Regions from separate parts of the Sus scrofa genome. Here region 1 is linked to region 2. A link is a contact called in public Hi-C data. All regions are on one chromosome and are shown on one strand. The core of a region is the stretch at or near the end of the contact, and the rest is flanking DNA. Distances in the headings are between cores, read along the strand shown.

What was found. A called contact is a pair of places that touch in the nucleus more often than the background predicts.
Region 1: a contact with region 2 is called in a Hi-C map of liver, with 4 times the contacts expected there. The contact joins the promoter of RAE1 here to the promoter of CSTF1 in region 2. A contact is called at or near these places in 3 of 47 Hi-C or Micro-C datasets (embryonic fibroblasts, liver and mesenteric adipose tissue) and 1 of 2 datasets of contacts at active chromatin or transcription factors (alveolar macrophages).

The regions. Positions count from the first base shown.
Region 1 is chr17:57,750,411-57,756,477 of Sscrofa11.1, reverse strand. It overlaps RAE1 (ribonucleic acid export 1), which reads right to left and starts at 4,297. Exons shown (of 12, transcript NM_001105296.1): 1 at 3,928-4,297; 2 at 1,213-1,309; 3 at 561-665. The coding sequence starts at 1,302.
Region 2 is chr17:56,970,694-56,976,314 of Sscrofa11.1, reverse strand. CSTF1 (cleavage stimulation factor subunit 1) reads right to left here and starts at 3,792. Exons shown (of 7, transcript NM_001110430.1): 1 at 3,741-3,792; 2 at 3,469-3,551; 3 at 554-751. The coding sequence starts at 722. It also overlaps a transcript of AURKA not described here.

The sequences.
Region 1 (6,067 bases), core at 3,048-5,547, 780 kb before region 2:
GGACGACGCTTACTCGCAACGAAGGCGACACCTGACTTGGGGATACACTTCATGATACTGCACTAGAGTAGGAATTTTTGAAGGCTGCATGTGATCCTGCTTTTTTTTGTCTTTTTGCTATTTCTTTGGGCCGCTCCCGCGGCATACGGAGGTTCCCAGGCTAGGGGTCCAATCGGAGCTGTAGCTGCCAGCCTACGCCAGAGCCACAGCAACTCGGGATCCGAGCCGCGTCTGCAACCTACACCACAGCTCATGGCAATGCCGGATCGTTAACCCACTGAGCAAGGGCAGGGACCGAACCTGCAACCTCATGGTTCCCAGTCGGATTCATTAACCACCGCGCCACAACGGGAGCTCCTGATCCTGCTTTCTTAACAAAAACTGGTGCAACAAGTGAAGTCTGCCACACGGAAAGGTTCACGCTCTCTAAACTCACTTCTTTAAAGAGGCCATGAATAAGCCGTAACTCTGCTTCATTCATTTGGAAGGGGGACAAAAAGCAAAAACCGTGGCCATCCAACAAAGAAAAGTGACAGAACATGCACTTGAGGAGCACTTACATCGTTAGCCCACGATCCTGCAATGAGAAAGTTCCCCGGCAAGGTGGGTGGGCTAAAAGATAGACAACCAATGCTATCGTCAGGAGAGGATGTTACTTCAATATCCTGGGGTGGAAGAAGTCCATGTTAAAACATACGCATCACCAAAATTTAATTCAAAATTACTTTCTTTCCCACTAAACACCTAATGGTGCTCAAGGACTGACTGAATGAGACCATCCTTACTTTGTTAATAAAAAGGGGGGGGTGTAAATAAGCCAGTGAAAATACTGGCCCCGCTGGGACCGTAAGCAGCACTCTCAAAGGCAGGCCCACACCTGTGGCTAGCCCCCCAGTTCACACCTGCGCCCCTTCCTCCACCCCTCTTCCAAAGAAATCCTGACGCAACAGTTGTGGGCTGGGTCCTGGGAACCTGCAGTTTTAACGAGCACCTCAAGTGATTCCGGGGATCGGGGCTATCAGGGGGAACAGGACATCAGTCCAGGGCACACACAGTGCCTGCGCTCTGGCATCTGAGAAGGCAGGCTAGACAAACTCCCAGAGTTTTCACCCTGAAGGAAGTTCCCAAACCACCTGGGCTCTCCCGCTGTCACAGACATGGGAAACCTGGCCTGCATAGGTGCTGCAAGCCCCATGAAGCTTTACGAGGTACCTTCATAGGGTTGTGATTATCTGTGGTTGTGCTGCCAAACATGCTAGTCCCACTGGTTCCAAAACCCGAGGTTGTTCCAAACAGACTCATTTTGGCCCTAAAAAATAATGGAAAAAGTTAAGGTTCTTTCTCAGGTAATAAATATCATTGAGAAGCAATATAAAGATAATTAGGTTATAAAAGGGGAATAAAAAGTAAATAAATAAATGTCTTCTTGATATCAGCCTTCTCGTTTTTTTTTTTTTTTTTTTTGTCTTTTTGTCTTTTGTTGTTGCTATTTCTTGGGCCGCTCCCGCGGCATATGGAGGTTCCCAGGCTAGGGGTCCAATCGGAGCTGTAGCCACCAGCCTACGCCAGAGCCACAGCAACTCGGGATCCGAGCCGCGTCTGCAACCTACACCACAGCTCACGGCAACGCCGGATCGTTAACCCACTGAGCAAGGGCAGGGACCGAACCCGCAACCTCATGGTTCCTAGTCGGATTCGTTAACCACTGCGCCACAACGGGAACTCCCAGCCTTCTCGTTTTTGAAAAGATCTAAATATGCAGTAAGTAGACTCCCTTTAAAAAATAAACTTAGAATGGGTTTTTTGGTAGAAAATTCCAAAGATTCCATACACCCCACATCCAGCTTTCTTCTTACAACTGTCATCATGAATTAACCACTGCTGATACATCACAGCAGAGTATTTTTCGATCACCAGCTGTGAAATAAATCCACTCATTCCATCTAGTCAGAGACACCGTGCTGAGCGCCCAGATATAACAGTAAAGCAGCAGAAGGCGCCACTCTTCCCGTTCTCACTTGTGACAGTTCACGTGCTTCTCACCAACTTCCACACTCTGGTTCAGGTCAGTGTCTCTGCATGAAGTTACTTAGAAAAGCCACCAGTCCTGGTAGCAATTGTGTAGAAGGTTTTAAAAGTAATCCACTTTGTCCTCCTTAGGCACTGAAAGGTTTGGCATTATGCCTTGGACATCTGACCTGCAAGAATCCCCCCACTTGGAGTTTTTTCCTGGGCACCACAGTCTAGAAGGGGTAGAATCATGCCTCTGCCACTTACCACAGCTGGGACCCTAGTCTCATCAAGCCCCATTTCCCCTATTCTGCAAACACGGAGCATATTAACACCTTCTCCAGGGTTGCTCTGAAGATAAATCACATTACACACAGCAAGTGCAGTGTCTAGTGCATAGTGGGTCATAAACAGCTTTCCCTTTTTTCCTTCCAGGAAGAAAGTCTATGTCTTCTTTAATTTTACTATTATTTTTTTTTTCTTGTTAGGGCCGCATTCTCAGCATATGAAGGTTCCCAGGCTGGAGGTCCAATGAGAGCTACAGCTGCCAGCCTATGCCACAGCCACAGCAACGTCAAATCCAAGCCATGTCTGCAACCTACACCACAGCTCACGGCAATGCCGATCCTTAACCCAGTGAGTGGGGCCAGGGATTGAACCCGCAACCTCATGGTTCCTAGTTGGATTCTTTTCCGCTGAGCCACGACAGGAACTTGGAAAGACTATGTACTATATAGAACTCTGATGACTCACATACACTGAGGCCACACTTCAATTCTGTCATTGTTCTCAAATTTTCACACTGTGTCTGTAACCTCCCCCAAAGGAGCCTAGTAGCTGAGAGACATACGACAGGAGTGGTATCTGTTAAGACCACACAAATGGGAAAACTGTGACAGATGTGGGGAAGGTGTTTGAGTTTCCCAAGCTACACCCCATGAAAGACAATCAGGTGTAGCCCCACTAGGTCTATGAATGCATTAGCAACTCAGCAACTCTGTACAAGGATGTGGTGGTGCTGGTCACCTCTGCCTCCTACCCTAAGACATGGATCTGAAACAGCAAACAAAAGAATGACAAGGCTTCTGCAAACACCAAGGAACTAAAAAACACATGGCTTTGAGCAAACTATTTAGCCTCGATTTTCTCATTTTTAAAAATAAACCCTAATATCTACTTCATGGAGCTATGAAAACCACGTGAGCTCATACATACAGTGTTTGAAACTTCTGTTCCTCCCTTCTCCTCAACCCAGAAGGTGGGAGAGAGCATTTCTGCAATGAGGGGTGAATGAGGGGAAAAGAGCAACAGTCACTAAGCATTAATCAGCCTATATGGACCAGAGGCTACCCTCAAGAAGGTCGGAAGACACGCGTTTACCTCCAACTGGCCTGATCTTGCTCGCTCCCTCCGTGCGACGCCCCCGCCCCGCCCGCTGACGGCTTCCTGCCTGTGCACACAGCAAACTCCTCCGGCCTGGGAGGATTCCTATGAGCTGCTCCTTCAGCCTGGGATGATCTGCCCTCTCCCAGACCCCCAGTTGTCTCAGTGTGAATCTTAGGGTCCCAATCCAAACGAATGCCTCCTGTGAGCTCTCTGGGGTGATGGAAATAGTCTAAAACTGCACCGCGGCGATGTGTACCCAACTGTACCCTTTAAATGGGTTACAGTCTGCGCCGCTTCCATAAAGCTGCTACAAGCATCTTTTTTAACAAAGTCACCTCCTCCGAGGCTTGCCTGCCTTCTTCCCAAAGCAAGATCTCCACCCCTCCACACACCCCCGCCTTCTTCCCAGTAGTACCGGTTACCACCCGGAATTTGTTTCAACCAATCCCCTCCCGAGGAGAACGCCAGAGAGCTGCCTGGATGCTTCCCCAATATACACCAGGCCCAAAGCGGCTGGCGTTTCCCAGATACCTGCCTGGGCGCAGTGTGTGTGCACGTGAATATAACACACACTTGGCGGAGGAAGACAGAAACAAACAGACTTAGTTTCAGAGTGGTAAGTGCAACAAAGGAGATCAAGCGGGTTGACGTGGCAGAGACTAGAAAGGGACGCCCTTGTGTAGCAGGACCTGGGAAGATCTCCGAGGCGGTAGCTTGTGTCGGATGAGAAGCCAGACAAGTAACGAGGAAGAGCAAAGGCGGCAAGGGCTGCCGTCAATTCTGTGACCCTTCCCGGAGCCTCAGTTTCCCCCCCCCACACACACAAAAATCACAAAAAACAAAACAAAAAAAACGAGAGGCTTAGACTTGAGGTGACCCGTCCAGCCCCGACGTCCCTCCCAGCGGCCACTAATGAAACCCGCTAACAGCCCGGCTCGTGCCCCAGCACCCCGTGGCGGGGCGCACTCCGCCGGGGGGCCGGCCTACCGCGCCATGGCGGCGGGGAACGAGGGGAAGCAGCACAGGGCCTACCTGAGAGTCGCGCCGCGGAGGGAAGCCGACGACGGGGAGCAGAAAGAGCTCAGGAGCCTGTGACCCGGCTCGGGCGTGGACGAGGCGAAGGCAAGGCGGCAGCGACAGTTATCTTCCGACCTCGAGGTCTCACGCTGGCCTAAAAACTGCCCTATTTACCGTGGGGGCCGCTGCGCATGCACCCACGAGGCACTTCCGGTGTCATCCGGAAGGAAGGGGAAGCTCCGCCCCCTCAAGGTAATTACACATGCGCAGAAGTGCTAATGACGCCAAGAAGAAGTCCCTGTGCCAGCAGTTTGCAGATTGGTCCAAAGCTGGTGTAGCCAACTCGGTTGCCCAGCGACCACTCAGATCAATCCACAGCCGGGGCTGGTTAAGGGTAGTTAGAATTTTCTCTTGTGAATTACAAGTGGAGCAGAATCCTGGTTGCGGTCAATCTTCCAGAGGCTGATGGGACGCTGCTTGGTCTACTCTGGCCTCCATAACTGCGGCTGGGGTATCTTGAGCCGTCCAGGCTCTTTGGACCTCAGTTTCAGCCGTAAAATGGGGATAATGATGCTTAATTTCCAGGGCTATTCTTAATTAGGTTCAAGTGAAGAAACACACAAGAAGGACTTTTGCTAAGTGTAAGGTCCACGGGAATGATAAGGGGCTGTTAGGATGCACACGTGCCAACTCAATATTTCAGTTGGTTGCTTTTTCCTCCTTTAGGAAGGAAAAATAGGAATTTCCTAAGGTTACCGTTCAACACACTGAACCTTCTTTACTACTTAGTGTGGCCTGCATACCAAAAGCCTTGATATCTGCAGGGAGCCTTAGGATCCACGGGACCTTGTTATTAAATGCAGATTCAGAAGGTTCAGTGTGGGCCTGAGAACCAACATTTCAAGCAAATTCCCAGCTGAAGTTCCAGGCTATGGACCGCAGTTAAACACCAAGGATCTAGACGAGGTGTTTGGAATCACTTGGGGAAGCTTTTAAAAAATGGTAATGCCTAGGTCTCATCTTCAGAGATTCTGATTTAGTTGGTCTGGGGTGGAACTAAGAGAATATTTCTAAAAAGCTCTCAGAGTTCCTGCTGTGGCTCAGCAGGTTATTAACCCGACTAGTATCCATGAGGATGCGGGTTTGATCCCTGGCCTCGTTCAGTGGTTTGCCACAAGCTGTGGTGTAGGTCACAGATGCAGCTCAAGTCTAGTGTTTCTGTGGTTGCTATGACCCAGAGGCTGGCAGCTGCAGCTTAGCTCTGATTCAACCCCCAGCCTGGGAATTTCCATAGGCCTCAGGTGCAGCCCTAAAAAGAACGTTTCTTTCTTTTTTTTTTTTTTTTGCCTTTTTAGGGCCACCCTTGCAGCATATGGAGGTTCCCAGGCTAGGGGTTGAATGGAAGTTGCAGCTGAGGGCCTGTACCACAGCCACAGCAATGCCAGATCTGAGCAGCATCTGCGACCGACACCACAGCTCATGGCAGCCCCGGATCCTTAACCCATTGAGTGAGGCCTGGGATTGAACCTGCGTTCTCATGGATGGTAGTCAGATTTGTTTCCACTGAGCCGAAATGGGAACTCTGAAAAAAAAAATTGTTAACTAAAAAAATAAAAACGCTTCAAGTGATTCTAAGATACAGCCAAGGTTCAGA
Region 2 (5,621 bases), core at 2,543-5,042:
CCAATTTACATCGCTGGACATTTCTGTGGAATTGATTTTATCTCCTCAGGCAGATTCTCACAATTTACATTGCCAAGGCAAAAGGTGTAAACATGTCGGACGATTCTCTACTCCATCTAGTGCTTTCTATGACCCAGGCAAGCACCAGGATATACTGCTACACAAGAAGAAGTTCAAGGCCTTTATCAAATGTGCAGTCTTTTGAGGGGAGGTGCTACAGATGGCGGGAAACAATGAAGAAAACCTCAGGCAGTGATTCAGTCACGAAGGAAACGGGAGTGTTGTTTTAGAGCAACGGGGGAAGTACCGGGAAGATACCTGGGTTATTTTAGAAGAGAAGAAGAGGCATCTGAGGTGACCACTTGAGCTGAGCCTTCAACCAAGTCCGTAACAATGGCAGAAAGCTCCAGATGATTCGTATACCGATCCTTTGCCCAGAACCGGCTGGACACCATCACAATCTGGATCTCTGCCTACTCCTTCACCCTCTAGCACTGGTGGAAAACATCTGAAACCTTGTCACGGACACAAGGAACTTGCACGCACGAGTTACCTAGTTTGATGAGATGCAGGAGCTGCTCTGAGGGTGCACAGACAGACTGAGGCTTGATTTCGTTGATGAGGCCATTAGCAATGCTGATGTAGCCATCATAGAGCAGCTGGCTGATGATCAGCTTGTAGAGCTGCTGACGGTCCTTCAAACCCACTTTGGTTCTGTACATCTTAGAGAGGAAGACAGTTTCCCTGCCAGCTGCAAGAGAGAAGGCAAGCGGATGATGAAGGGCAGAGGCACTGGGCTATCACAGAAGCAACACAGGAATCTGGTCAGACCTTCAGGGCTGAAACCCCAGCTCTATCAGCTGCGTTTATTCGGTCCACAGCCCTGTTTCTCTGGGAGCAGGTTCACAGCTGTTAAATAGGTTCGTGAAGGTTCAACAAGATGGTGCATGCAGAGCATGGAGCGCAGCGGCACGAAGAAACTGTTCAAATCCTGTTAGCCAATATTTACAGTGAGACCTCTCTTCTTCAACTTTTCTTTTCTGCCAAACTACCCACCTGTGATTTTTATTCTTTACTGCTATCCCAGAACCTTCCATTTCTTCTGTTAATAAAACACTGGCTCATATTTGCAATGGGAAAGACAGCTGGTATCGTCAGATGTCTAGACACTACTGCCTGCACCAGCTGAGCTGTTAGGTTTACTTATGTTCATTCTTAACATATGTTTTAAGGCAACTAAGCTTGTTAAATTCTATGATTTCCTTAGGCAGTAAATCAAAACATGAGAGCTAAAAAGCTACTGTGCTATGAAAATGAAATCAAGTTGAACGCTTCGGAAAGATTCAAAGATCAATGGCTTAATAAAATACTGGCAGAGCTCCCGTCGTGGTGCAGTGGTTAATGAATCCGACTAGGAACCATGGGGTTGCGGGTTCGATCCCTGGCCTTGCTCAGTGGGTTAAGGATTGGGCGTTGCTGTGAGCTGTAGGTGTAGGTCGCAGATAAAATACTGGCAAATGGGATATGGTGAAACAACTATAAAAGGAAAAATGTGAAGGGCTATGCACTCAGGCTGATTTATAAGGGCTCAAGTTTTCCCTTGTCTTAGAGAAAAAAACTAGATGCTGGTTTTCGGTTTGTGCAAAAACAAAAACAAACTCCAAATGGTGGACATGATTAGATAACTTGATTATAAAAATCAATGTCTGTACATAAATGTACGTCTGTACAGATGCCGGAAGGCTGCCGGGGCAAACAGCAATAAAGAATAAAAGTCAAAAAAAAAGGGGGGGGGTTCCCATCGTGGCGCAGTGGTTAACAAATCCGACTAGGAACCATGAGGTTGCGGGTTCGGTCCCTGCCCTTGCTCAGTGGGTTAACGATCCGGCGTTGCCGTGAGCTGTGGTATAGGTTGCAGACGTGGCTCGGATCTCGCGTTGCTGTGACTCCGGCGTAGGCCAGTGGCTACAGCTCCGATTGGACCCCTAGCCTGGGAACCTTCATATGCCGCAGGAGCGGCCCAAAGAAATAGCAAAAAGACAAAAAAAAAAAAAAAAAAAGAATAAAAGTCATGGAGAAGAGACTTGTGGTTGCCGAGGGGGAGGGGGTGGGGTGGACTGGGAGCTTGGGGTTAATCCATGCAAACTATTGCCTTTGGAATGGATTAGCAATGAGATCCTGCTGTGTAGCACTGGGAACTATGTCTAGTCACTTACGATGGAGCATGATAATGTGAGAAAAAAGAATGTATACATGTATGTGTAACTGGGTCACCATGCTGTATGGGAGAAAAAAAAATTGTATTGGGGAAATAACAACAACAACAAAAAGTCAAAGGCAGATAGGTAGCTGTGGCAGAGGAGAAAACTGGAAGGCAGAAGCACAGGAGAGATGACTATGAAAAAGGGCAGTGAGTGGGCAGCTAACACTGGTATCTACTGGTATTGTTGTACCTCACAGGGGTGACTGCAAGTGGGAGGTGTTGTGGGGAACAGTGTTTTTTAACTACACACTGCCCCCTGGAGAATTACTGAGGCTAATGATAATAAGAAGAGCTAACATTTATTGAGTTTTTTTTTTTTTACCATGTTTCCTCTCAATTAATCCTCAACACCCTATAAAGGAGGTTCAGTAATCCTGTTTACAGGTGAGGAGGGGCAATAGCTTGGCCAAGGTCTACTGCCCAAGGAACGTGAATTAGAATGCAGGTGATTTGACTCTAGAGACTGTGCTGTTTCCACTGCCTGTAGTGCTCCTTAAAAACTTAATGAACCAGTAAAAATCCATTAGACATTTAATACAGTAATACACATGTTGTAAGCAACTAATATGCATTACCTTGTTCAGTCCTCATCAAATCTCATTTTAGAGGTAGGCAACCTGAGGCCCAGAGAGATTAACTTAACCCAGGACCCAAGAGCTTGTAAATGGCAGAACCTGAACCTTAAACTAATCTATTTGAGCCCAGAGCCTGAGTTCTTACTGTGCTGCACTGATGAGTGTTAATACCAACAGCTAACATTTACTAAGCAATTGCCAAACACCACGCTAAACTCTTAAGATATATTTAAAGTATACGGAGAAAAAACAAATTATATATATACACACACATATATACATACACCCACTAGGACACAACATTGATGATCAAACTGGCTCAAAAAGGTTAGGAAACACTGCAAACAGAATGCTGCTGCGAAACTCGTCCAAGGTTAAAGTGGCCACTGGGATTGCCCACACCAGAGCCCAGAGCTTGAGCACTATTCCATCCTGTATCTCCACTTAAGCCAGGAGCATCAGGAGGCGTACCAAAAGGTTAAAATAAGAAAGACAGGACAAGCCCTGCTTCCCAACTCCCAAAGAACGTTCGCTCGCTGGGCGAGTAAGTGCCTAATTACCATCCCCAGTTTGCAGGTGAAGGGGCTGCGGCCAGAGGATAGGAAGAGGCCCACCCAGGACTGGTCGTACCTGGAGTTGGAAGGAGCACCGCGGCGAGAACACAGACGCCCCCCTCACCGTACGTTCCGCTATCACCCGGACCTAAAGGCCAACTGGGGATGGAGAGAGAGTGAGAGCGAGGCCTTTGAAGAGGAGGAGCAAATGCAGCCTTAGCCTGGCAACTCAGGGCACAGGCCGCATCGCTCACCGTCGACCCTTCCCGCCTCGCCCCTTCCTGTGGTCTCCCAAAGGGCCCAGCCGACCGCACCAGCCACTCTCCGCGAAACCCGGGCCCCCCATACCCGCTCTCTCCGGTCTCCCGCTCTCTCCTAGAAAAATGGAGACGCGAATCCTGCCCAATCGATCGCTCCGCGTGCACGTGCACTGCGCACGCGCAAAGGGCGTCGCGCCGAGCGCTGCGCTATCGATCGAACCCACTCGTTCCTGCCCTTCTCGCCATCTTACTCACGGGCGTGTTCGGGAGGTTCGTTCACCTCCTCAGACTTTATCTCCTACGCGGGGGCCCTGACGCCAAAGCCCTGCTGTCTCACCGATAAATGTCAGACCAGGAGAGCCCTGTGGGCTCTCGAACGGCCTCGGATGTGGCGGGCCGTTGGCTCCACCACTTCCGGGGCCTCACGGAGGAAGTACGCCTGCGCGCCGCCTCTCCTGGGCTGTGACTCAAGCCGGCGAGTTGGCCTTGAACCAATGAAAAGGTAGCGCCTCTCTGACTCAGGCCAATCAGCTTTCGGCTAAGAGGGTTTAACTCCTATTTAAAATGAAGACTTTGCGTCCTAACGGCTGAGCCCTCTGGAGGAAGCGCTGTTTTCAAGTTGGAGGTGAGAACCCCTAGGTGCGTAGCCCCGGAGCAGCTCTCAGGAGGGCGGGCAGCCGCTGGGTGGGTGGCCTCAGCGAGAGGGTGGGAGGGAAGCGGGTGGTGGGGCTGCGGGGCTTGCATGGGAGGGTCGGGGCGAGAAAGGGTCCCCCTGCACCCCCCCCCCGGCCCCGCGCCCCAGCCTGGTGCTTCCCCAGAGCCCTCCCCTCTGCTCCTGGTCCCGAGGCGCCCTGTAAGACGCCACTTGGTGTTATTAAACGCCTGGAGTGGATGGGGTTGTTGAGCTGGTGGGGTGGGCAGTGTGCTTTCAGTGAGCACCTGGGTGAGAAAAATAAAGTTTTTTATTGTCTTGGAGTGTACGTGCTTGGGGGGCGGTGGAGAGCAGGCGACGAACTTAGGGAGGTATCGATAGTGGTGAATGTTAGGCACGGGGGCGACCTTAGACTAGCTGCAAAGGCTCGTGTCCGGGCCGGTTGGGTGAGTGGGTGAGTAAATAACTTCTCGGAAGAGGCCTTCGCGGGCCAGTGCTTCTCAAACTGTAGACCTTGGACTGCCTTTATCAGGACTGCTTGAGGATCCTTGGGAAAAAGTAGGGTCCCACCTAATGGATCAGAAGTGCTTGGGCTTAGGACTCAGGTGTCTGTGTTTTTGTCAAGCTGTGCAGGTGGTTCTGATGGTTCATTGAGAACCTGTGATCTAGCCCAGCGCTCGATGGTTATCTGGGGATGTTGAAATGCGGGAACGGGGATGTTGAAATGCGGGAACTGGTTTGTTAGGTCTGGGATCGGACCTGAAAAGTTTCCATTTCTAACAAACGTCCTGGCTACCACCCTTGAGCAGGAGGCAGTAAAAGTCACCCTTAACGTTCCCTTTTCTTTGAATTATGCACCTTATTTCCTTTCCATGCTTCATTTTTTCCAGGCATTTGTAGGTTTGACAAAGAAAGAAAAAGTCTAAACCCACAGTGCTATTAAATATCGACTTTCCTATTTAGACCAGTAGGATCTCTGGTGTGAACTGCAGGGATCTCGTGCAGGTCCTCTGCATTTGACTCCTGTGCTTGGCTGTAAACCAGAATCACCTGAGAAGCAGTCTTCCTGCAGCTCTCCAGAATTTCTGGATCAGAGATTTATTCTGCTGTTTATTCTTCCTGAGAAGGAAAAGTGTATTAGACTACAGCAAATATCTGCAGCTTCCATTGAAGACTGTGGAATAAATGTCCATGGGCCTCCGTGATCTCATTAGTTTGCTGCTTATAATTGTTAAGGGAGAGTGAAGCATCAGAGCATTGTGAAATTAATGTTCTCATAATGAAAATATATTTCCTTTTCCTTTCTATTCTTTTTTT